Regions from separate parts of the Arabidopsis thaliana genome. Here region 1 is linked to region 2. The links are chromatin contacts, called in public targeted proximity ligation maps. All regions are on one chromosome and are shown on one strand. The core of a region is the stretch at or near the end of the contact, and the rest is flanking DNA. Distances in the headings are between cores, read along the strand shown.

Region 1 (5,150 bases), core at 2,107-4,606, 43 kb before region 2:
ACCATTATTTTTTGGGAATATTTTGATTTCTGACGTCTTTGAATTCTTTTTTTTTCTAACAGAGCATACTTTATGTAAAAGAATCAAGATAAGAAATTCCTTTAGCGCAACTTTTTACTCTAATAAATAATAATTTTTGATTTGGAAGAACGATAATTTTAGGACCTCCTCACTCTCCATTTATGAATCTGATATAACTGTTTGAAGTAGTATATATGGTACAACTGATATTTTTGAAATAACAACTAATATTTTCTTTTCAGGAGAATGAGCAACCTTCCAATAAACATATATTTTGATTATGATGGATATTATTCAAAAACCGGAGATGCATATCAATGAAATTCAAAAATAGTTGGTTTGTATGGTATATCGTTTAGGACATCATCAATAGAGGAGATAACTTACTCGCGGTTAGTGGATAAGATACTCATGAAGATTAAGATAAATGAATCTACGACAATCATTCCTCTTTTTTTATCTTTCCTAAATTAAAAAAAAAAAGTGATTTAAGAATATTTAGAGATAAGAGTTAGAACATTTAAGATTGAAAGTGTGTGGGTTATTATTTAAAAATTAAATATCAAAAGTAAAACTAGACACAATAAGATAGAGCGTGTGTATAACTAAAATGTTTTGTTATTATTCATTAATGACGTGTATAAAATTAATATCCAGTTTATTATCATGAAATGAATAGTTAAATTATATTGCAAAATAGAATGTGTTAAATTTGAATTTTTGTTCAAAAATTCTTTATATTAAATGAAAGAAAAAATGTAGATTACTATTACAATTCAAATATTATTAAAAAAATCTATTTATTTCTCACACCAGTATAAATTTTGTATATTATTAAATATCACTAGATTAGTTTAGTTGGTTTAGTGCTTTATGTATAGTTTTGTTATCAACTCTGGTTAAGAGTCTTGGTATTTTAAGTCTTTCTTTGTACATCTTTTACGATTAAATTTAGTGGGAAAACAGTCGATTTCCCTCCAAGAAGTATTGACATCACGTCAGATAGAGCCTATTTTTTTTTATCTCGGTCTAGATGTTTAGGAAATGGAAGTTTAACACCTATAAGCATTTTTTCCTTTTCCAATTTAGTGGAAAAGGAAAAAGTTGAGACATATAAGCATAAATCGTGGAAAGGAAGTACCGACTTAGGGTTTTCTCCAAGATGGAGCAAAGAGAAGAGAAGACCGAAAATATCCAGAGAAAAAGAAGCAGAGGAAAATCTTCATCATCATCCTTACCTCTCGATCTAACCTCGGAGATATTCTCAAGGCTGCCTGCGAAGTCTGTCGTGAGGTTTCGTTGTGTTTCAAAGCTTTGGTCATCAATCACCACCGCTCCATATTTCACCAACTCCTTTGAAACTCGGCCGAATCTCATGTTCTTTTTCAAAGAAGGTGACAAGTTCTTTGTTTTCACGATTCCTCAACACAATCAGAATCCGAACGAGTCTTATTCTTATTCTTCTTCTGAGATTATTGATAGTTACCATACAACCTATCCAAAACGTTGTTGCGTCACCACTTTAACCGAGTCGGTCCACGGCTTGATCTGCTTTCGAAAAGCAGCAACCCCTATAATTTGGAACCCTACTATGAGAAAGTTCAAACCTTTACGCAAGCTGGATGAGAGGTGGAAGAATATAAAAGTCTCTTTAGGGTACGATCCAGTTGATGGTAAACACAAAGTAGTGTGCATGCCGTATGGTAATGCTTTTTATGAGTGTCGGGTGTTAACATTGGGATCAGATCAAGAATGGAGAACTGTTAAAACCAACCACAAAAATAGCCCTTTTACATTCCATGGTGGAGTTTGTTATAGACAATCCAGATGCATCAACGGTGTTATATATTATCGAGCTGATACTAATTCTGGTCGGGTGATATTGAGTTTCGATGTAAGATCTGAACGGTTCGATGTGATAGAATTACCATGGGATGAGAATTTTGGGCTTGTGATGATGATGTCTTATAAAGGAAGGTTAGCTTGTCTTGGTTTCAATCATGAGAAGAATAGTCGTTCAATGTGGGTTTTGGAGAATGTAGAGCAGCGCGAATGGTCGTGTCATACCTATTTACCTATTTCTCATTATGAGCCGGGTTTGGAGAACTATTTCAATCTAACAGGTATCACTAATGATGGTGAACTGATTTACGTACCAAACACTGTGCTCGAACGTTTTCATGTTATATATTTTGATGCAATAAGAGAGACGTTTAGAAGAGTCATATACAAAGGAGTTGCAGATAAAGGTTTTCGACTACGCAATGGACTTGAAGACAAACCTATACGTAGACTCCACTTTTTCCCCAATCACATTGAAACTCTCATGTCTTTGTAATGGACTTTGAAATTCCTTTTCTTGGTTTTCTTCTTATTTTTTTAGTGTACAGTTTTATTAGGCAACTTTATTATTTTACTAGATAATGCCCGCCTATTTAGGCGGGTGTAAGATATAAATTTATTCAAATATTTATCGATAATATTTAAAATTTGAATAGTAAATAGTGATCCACACACTTTTCTAATATTTAATTTAGTAATTTTTGAATTAAATAAAATTTCAACCATACACATTCAATTTTACTATACATTTTAACTATCTCTTTCATCATAATAAACTGCTTTTTAATTCTATACACTCCAACTTATTGATGATATTTGAATTTTAAATAGTAACTCATATTTTTCAGTATTTAATTTAGTATTTCCTTAAACTAAATTTCAATCTTACAAATTCGATTTTACAATACAATTTAAATATCTTTTTTATCATAATACAATACAATTTAATTCGATTGTATACAATTCAAATACAATCCAATTTTTCAATACAAATACAATTTAATTCTATACCCTTCATCTTATTGTTAGTTTTCCTTTTTAATTAAAAGAAGTTATAAGTTAAATTTTTTAGATATAGAAATATAAATTAGTATATGTAAATATGTTTATTTCTTTTTTTTAAAGAAACTTTTTTTTGACATATATCAACATGTCAATGATATACTTGACACGTGTCATGATCTCGTGAGTTAGTAACTTTCAAAACCGTGTACTTTATATAATAAGATATCACATGTTGTTTTTTTCTTGTTTTTTTTTTCAATATAATCATATGTTGTTTTCATTATCAAAGTTCTTTTGTGATCTATATAATGGATTTTGTTACTTTACAAACTCAACATCTCCAAGAGGTTTTGGAATGGTTCGACGATCACTCTTACAATCAATTCTAGATCCAAATCGAATGGGCCTAAACCCATAATGGGCCTAGAATCAAATATTTCACTCAAAACCCAATAACAAGAAACCAGAGACCTCCTCTGTTTCCGAATGATCAAATCAGCAATTTAGAAACAAAAATGGCCGCCAACTTAAAAACCCTAAAAATCTCAAATTTCCCCAGTAGATGAACACGTTCTTCAAACTCGGAAGCTTAATCCAACGCACTGCTTCTCAAATCTCTTCTTCTTTCCCAAAATCTCGTTTCTTCTCCGATGGAGAAAGTGCTGTTTATCACCATGCGCGTTTGTTCAAGAAACCACTATCTACCAAGCTTAAATTCAATCTTGTGAACTCCGTGAGTCTTATGGGTTTCGTTGATCGATCTATTCAAGTCATGAACACCGGACCTGATAGGTTCGGTGTTTTCACTATTCTTAGAGTCAAAGACCCTCTCAATCCAAACCGGAGCTTTAGGTCAGGTTTGTTCGATTCTCATAGTCTGTTGCTTATTCGACGATTAGGGTTCTTGATTAACTGAGTCTTAATGTTGTTTGATTTCAATCTGTGCATAATCCTGTATTGTTCGTAAGCCTTGTGATTGTTAAAGTCTTAGTCTTTTGTTAATGTGTTGTATATTTAATGACAGGATATCACTTAGAATGTGGGACGCAATGGCACGGACTTGTATTGCGCATCTGAAGCTAAATGATCATATACTTGTCTCAGGCCGTCTTGAGTCTTACAGCAAGAGCTCCAGCGATGTATATAGTGGCTTAAATCTCGATTATCAGGTTCAAGTTCAAACTTAAACTCTATATTAGCAAAATGTCCCAGTTCTATTACCATCAGCTTCTTGTGTAGTCAAGAGTCGTTTATATATATGTTTTAAAGCAACTTCGTGTATCTGTGTGTAGCTAAGATTGACCAGGCTGGTAAATTATTGCAGGTTAAAGTGGCAGAAGTGAATTATGTGGCGGCTCCACCAAGTCACGTCTTAGATTCTCAGATATCCAAAAACCCAAAAACGAAAACAGGTTATTATCTCTTCTACGTATCATCGTCTCTATTGGTAGTGAATATGAATCCACGTTGATTAAAAGAACCTTGTACCAAGCTGAATTCACACTGAAACAGGTTTTATATCTTCTGGTTTTGTGTACTTAGGGTTTATAAAAAGTTTCATTCATTAGTTTTGAATGTTGTATACATTTTACAAGATAAGATGATAAATATTGCCTGCTACTTGTGTGCTTTGGTGTTTCCTTAGAGGATGATATTGAAGAATCCAAGAAAGATGAGATATACTTGTGGCAAGTCTTCTTTTCGAATCCATACGATTGGTGGGACAACAGGAGAAATAAGAAGAACCCAAAGCAACCCGACTTTAAGCATAAAGATACAGGTGAAGCTCTCTGGCTTTGCTCAGATTTACCGGACTGGATTACTAGACGACTTGAATTGTTCGACCAGAAAAACCGCTTTTACGATGAAGAAAAAACACGTCGTGACCGTCTTTCTGACTATATTTAGGACGAGATATTCTTGGGAAATTACAAGTATGTTGCATTCACTTCATGTTTATCATCTAGAGAATGAGAGTTAACCATCTTAAAAACCGTTTATGTATAGTAAAGGTTATGATTTTTGTGAACGTTGTATTACTATATACTATATAATTTTCTTAGTAGGTATATATAATTGTTTGAAGAATCCTTATTGCAGTTATTCACCCAGCTCGGTGGTCATTCATTGGTCAGTGTTTGCCCACCAGGGTTCGAATAGCATGCACCCAAAAGTTGATGATTCATCTTTCTTAAATTTGTGTGTGTGTGTCCATATACAGTGAAACCTCTATAAATTAATACTCGATGAAATGTATGAGACCAATTGAGGTATTCTAAAAT
Region 2 (5,502 bases), core at 2,117-4,616:
TGTGTGTAGTTTCCATAGCACCAATCTCTGCATCAACAGCCTCACATCATTCTTTGGTGTCCTGTGCCTCAGCAAATGTGGTGGGAATAGGAATTTTTGTGATATTATTGATATAACACATGTGAGATGGAGAAATTTTAGAGTAAGAGATAGTAGAGGAAATAGGATATTTGTGATTAGATTGCGTGATGTTGCAATGATAATCTGACAGATGAGCAGGAGGTTTCCTAACTCTCTGTGAAGAAATTTGTGGTGGTAGATCAGAAATTTGTGATGGAAGAGAAGAGATAGGAGATTGTGTAATACCTGAGGACACAGGAACCATTGGAGTAAACAACTTCAAAGAACTCTCTGACTTTGGATCCACAGCCAATGGAAATACCTCCTCATGAAAAACAACATTCCTTGAGATAAACACAGTGTGACTCTCCAAATCCATTAACTTGTACCCCTTGTAACCAGCAGGATATCCCAAAAACACACACGCTTTAGATCTCGGCTGAAACTTATGTCTTTTTTTGGCGAAGTAGAACTGTAACACAAACAACCAAAGGTTCGAAACTGCTCATAAACAGGAACTGTACCAGTGAGAATCTCATATGGAGTCTTGTTTGATAAGAGCTGGGAAGGTGTCCTGTTGATAAGAAACACAGCCGTTAACACACAATCACCCCAAAGAGAGAGTGGTACCTGAGATTGGAACATGAGAGCCCGAGAAACATTGAGTATGTGTTGATGTTTACGCTCAACCACTAAATTCTGCTCCGGTGTTTCAGGACAGGAATGAAACGAAACAATCCCTTTCTGCTGATATAAACTTGTGAATTTCAATTCTGGTGCATTATCTGATCTCACTGCCTTTACTCTCACTTTATACTGATTCTCAACTTGTTCAATGAAAGCAGGAAACACAGTAAGAACTTCTGACTTGTTTCTAAGCAAATAAATCCATGTAGCTCTGGAATGATCATCCACAATTGTCAAAAAATATTTATAGCCATCCACTGTCTCAACTGAAAAAGGACCCCAAATGTCAATGTGTAACAAATCAAAGATTTCATTACAAACTTTATTCTGAGAAGGGAAGGGTAACTTTCTCTGTTTAGCTAAATGACAAACATGACAATAATCTGAGCCTTTATTCTTAGGCTTAGTAGTCCCCAAAGAGTCTGAAATAACATCCAATCTCTGTAGAGAAGCATGACCAAGTCTTCGATGCCACATACTGATATCAACCACTGCATTCACTGAGACAATAGGATCTTCAATATCCAGCACATATAGATTCGCAATTCTCCTACCTTGACCAAGCATCCGAGCCTTGATAGGATCCTGAATTTCACAAGAAGTCTTATCAAATATTACTCGTGAACCAATGTCATCAGTCAGAGAACTTATACTGATTAGATTCAGGCGAAACTCAGGAATGAATAAGATATTCTTGAGAAGAATGTCATCATTAAGTCGCAATGTACCAACACCACTGATTCTTACAGTAGGACCAGCTGGTAAATTCACTGCACTCACAACAGAAGTATCCAAATTCAAGAAAAGACTCTTATCATGAGATACATGATGTATTGCTCCTGAATCTATCACCTGAGACTTGTCACCACCTTTGCCTTTAGGAGTAAAACCAAGAGGGAATCCATGCTTTTTATAGCATCTTTCTGCAATATGTCCAACCCTATTACAGAAAGAACAAATCGGTCTGCCCTTGTTTGGACCACTCTGAACATAGCATATTCACATCATTGTTAGTAGCCATCATTGCCTCAGAGACCTGAAAAGCAGCCGGTGGAGCAACCACATTGGAAAAACCTTGTTGACTGTTGTCTTGATCCAGAATGTGATACACCTCTGCTAAACTTGGGAGTGCTTTCTTAGCAATGATCTGTCTGCGAATGATAGCATAAGAATCATTCAAACCAGCTAACAATTTCACTATCTTAGCTTGCTCTGCCTTCTGTTGCAAACGCATAGCCTTACCACAAATACAGGGATCATCTAGTTCCTCTGTACTTTCTAATTGATCCCACAATGTCTTGAGGCGAGTATAGTACTCAGACAAAGACAATGTACCTTGGCGAAAATCCTGGATCTCTTGAGTAAGATTATATGTGCGTGGGAGATTAGTCACATTGAAACGACTGTGAAGATCACGCCATATATCAGAAGCATCATTCATACGGAGAATGCTCCTATAGATCTGAGGAGATACAGAATTCAATAACCAAGACTTCACCATGCTTTTGCATCTAGACCAAAGACGAAAATTCTTATCCGATTCCAACGGACGAGGGAGAGTTCCATCAATAAATCCAGATTTATTCTTAGCATCTAAGGAGATAAGCATAGCAACATTCCAATCACCATAGTTTGTTTCATCAAGACGATGAGATATGATATTCAAACCTGGATGATCTGCACTATGCAAGAAGAAGGGAGACTGAGTCGGATCAACGGATTCCGGTGGTGCGATGACTCGCGAAGCTCCAGAAACGTTGGATTTGTGAACTGGAGGAGAGATCGGAGGAGATTCATCAACACCGGTGGATCGCGATGATTTTCGAGCTGCAGAACTTGTACCGGACTTCGATCGAGTGGATTTCCGAGTAACTCTAGCTGTCACCATTGTATCTGGAGCGAGAACAACGAAGAAGACGAACTTGAGCTGAGAATGAAGAAATCAGATCGAAAACAATGGAGTTTTGAGCTTGGAAGGCTTTGATACCATATTAGCGGAATAGAGATGAGAGAAAAGTTTGTTGAAGATATTATGAAGGCTTTTCTCATTAATTGTAAAATGATTCTGTACAAATGTCTTATATACTTTACACTATACAATGGTTCTACTAAACCAACTTATATCAACTAAACCAATATACATATCTGATATGAATAAATCGATGACATAACAACGATTTTTGTTTTTGGGTAACTCTTTCAAAACACTGCATAAACAAAAAAAAAACTATTATATGCATTAAGTAGTCCAAAAAAATACGTATAAAACATATCATTGTGAAACATGATTAGATTTTTTAGGTGTTAAGTAGTGAATAACATAAACTTTGAATAATAAAATTTGAATTACTCAAAAAAAATTCAATAGATAAATCAAAATACATTATTCTTGAAAACCATAATAATCAAAAAATGAAAATATATGTAATTTCAATCTCCTTTAATAAATTTCAGATGACAATAAAAAATAAGTCACTAAATTCAGTTCATTTTACAACAAAGATAACTCTCATTTTGGTGCAACAATATGAAAACTAGCTCTCAAGAAATTGAACAAAAACTTTTACGGCCCAATAACGACCCAAATCAAAACCCACTAAGAGTTTTGTTGATTCCATCAGAGTTTCAGACTTTCAGAGATCAGAAACCTCTTCTTCTTCTTCAATTTCACAGCTTCACGTCGTCGTCTTTGAGTCGCCGGAGCTGTAGCTACTGATTTGGTACCAGAAAGAGAGTGCGACGGTGGACGATGACGCTTTTTCACTTCTTCAACTGTGCGATTCTCACATTCGGTCCTCACGCGGTCTACTACTCCGCCACTCCCTTGTATGAACAAATCCTCTTTTCTCGATCTGTAATATCTGTTAGTTTACTCATACCTAATCTAAGATTGTACTTAGATCTTCTTTCGCTTCATGATCTAGAATCTTAAGGCTTATTAGTATGCGCTTTAACGCCACTTAGTTGTTGAGAATTTCCCAAAATTGAATCTGTGAATTGATATTGTTTCTTCACGGAATTAGAATTGATGTTTGTAATCGGAATATGAATCTGCAGATCTGAATATGATACACTTGGAACCTCCGTGAAAGCTGCTGTTGTTTACCTTGCTACTGCATTGGTTAAGGTTAGTCAACTGTAAAAATCTTAGTGCAAATCTTTCTTTCGATTGATTGTATCTTCTGAATCGCTTTTAGCTAAGCTTATTGATTGTTATTTTCATGGCAGCTTGTTTGTTTGGCGACTTTTCTGCAAGTGTCTGAGACTGAAGTGTTTGACCCATACCAGGTATGTACTTGAAGCTAAGATCAACACTCACACTTGTTTTTATGAGTCTTTCGTTTACTTCTCTATCTGAGAGGTGATCAAGTTGTCGTATTTACTACTACTCTTAAGGAAAATGAAATTGACATACAATGTTAAACCATCAGATTCTATTATTGTTAAGCTTGTTTTGTTATGCTACAATCTAGATGACTAAGTATGCGTACGATCTCCCTTGTATCAGGAAGCATTGAAAGCGATGATTGGATTCATAGATGTCGCTGGTCTGTATTATGCTCTGGCCCAGCTGACTCACAGGAACATCTCCCAAAACCATAAGTTTCAGGCTGTTGGTCTCGGTAAGTGAATCACTACTGCTACAAAATATTGTTACCTTTGGCTGTGACATTCTAATTTCATGTTACATATCGATGATATGATAGTGGAATTGCGTTTAGCGGGTTTGTCAAAAAAAAAGTCCTTTTCATGGTTCCTGGAGAAGTTTCCATGACTAATTACCATTGTAGCTTCCAACCATTTCTAGACTTCCCTCAATGATTCTTTGCGTCACGGAATATATATATATATCAAATGTGATTTGAGAGATTTGTTCTTTTTTGTTTCAGGGTGGGCATTCGCGGATTCTGTTTTGCACAGGTTGGCACCTCTCTGGGTTGGTGCTCGAGGACTGGAGTTCACTTGGGATTATGTTTTGCAAGGGCTTGAAGCCAATGCAAATCTGGTACTGTATATACCAGTTCTTACTTCTAGAAAGATCCACCTGTAATTGTTTCTCACTTCCATATAACGTTTGTGTCAAACTCAGGTGTTCACGATATCTCTAGCTGCACTAGGTTCATTAATGTGGCTACGCAAGAACAAGCCGAAGAGTCTGATCCCCATCATATACACATGTGCAGTCATCATTGCGACAATGCCTTCGATCACAAGCTATCTAAAGAGAGTCAATGGATGGCATTTCCCGAAAATTGTTGGGTTTGAGCTGGCGACTTCTCTGGTAATGGCTTTTATCAGTTGTCAACTCTTCATCCTCTGTCAGAGACCGTCTTTGTGAGTGATTCCACTTCCCAGCAGAGCTTTTTGTTAATGGGAAACTCTTGCGACGCACTTGCCTTGTTTTCTGCAGGACTCGGTTCCATGGAAACTTTGATCTTTCCCATCTTTATTTGTAGAAGAATATTGAACCATCCTTTCATAACTTATTGATTTGGGAAGTGTCATTCGTTAAAGCATAGACTTAGAATCATAATAACTAAGAGATGTTTATCTTGAAATTATCTTACAAATCTATCACCAAATTGTGATATAAAGCATTACTTTGCAGTGTGTTACCATAAATGAGAATCATGTGCTCCTAGATTATAGGAGACGGTAACCATTAACCTTCAACAAAAATCATTAAATGTTCTAAGATTCATCTGGTTATTATAATACAAAAATGACTTTTAAAAACATATCTTTAGTGTGGAT

The links.
Region 1: a contact with region 2 is called in a targeted proximity ligation map of shoot, with 10 read pairs. A contact is called at or near these places in 11 of 26 Hi-C or Micro-C datasets (callus, leaf, root and 2 more), 1 of 2 datasets of targeted methods (shoot) and 3 of 3 other capture datasets (root, seedling and shoot).

Annotation. Positions count from the first base shown.
Region 1 is chr1:17,561,140-17,566,289 of TAIR10.1, reverse strand. OSB1 (Primosome PriB/single-strand DNA-binding protein) reads left to right here and starts at 3,356. Exons shown (of 4, transcript NM_103665.3): 1 at 3,356-3,720; 2 at 3,893-4,037; 3 at 4,193-4,280; 4 at 4,514-5,004. The coding sequence starts at 3,431. The coding sequence ends at 4,776. It overlaps AT1G47730 (F-box and associated interaction domains-containing protein), which reads left to right and starts at 1,184. Exons shown (of 1, transcript NM_103666.1): 1 at 1,184-2,359. The coding sequence starts at 1,184. The coding sequence ends at 2,359.
Region 2 is chr1:17,517,993-17,523,494 of TAIR10.1, reverse strand. AT1G47640 (seven transmembrane domain protein) reads left to right here and starts at 3,366. Exons shown (of 6, transcript NM_103657.6): 1 at 3,366-3,573; 2 at 3,805-3,874; 3 at 3,976-4,035; 4 at 4,256-4,370; 5 at 4,638-4,753; 6 at 4,838-5,448. The coding sequence starts at 3,497. The coding sequence ends at 5,086. It also overlaps the pseudogene AT1G47650.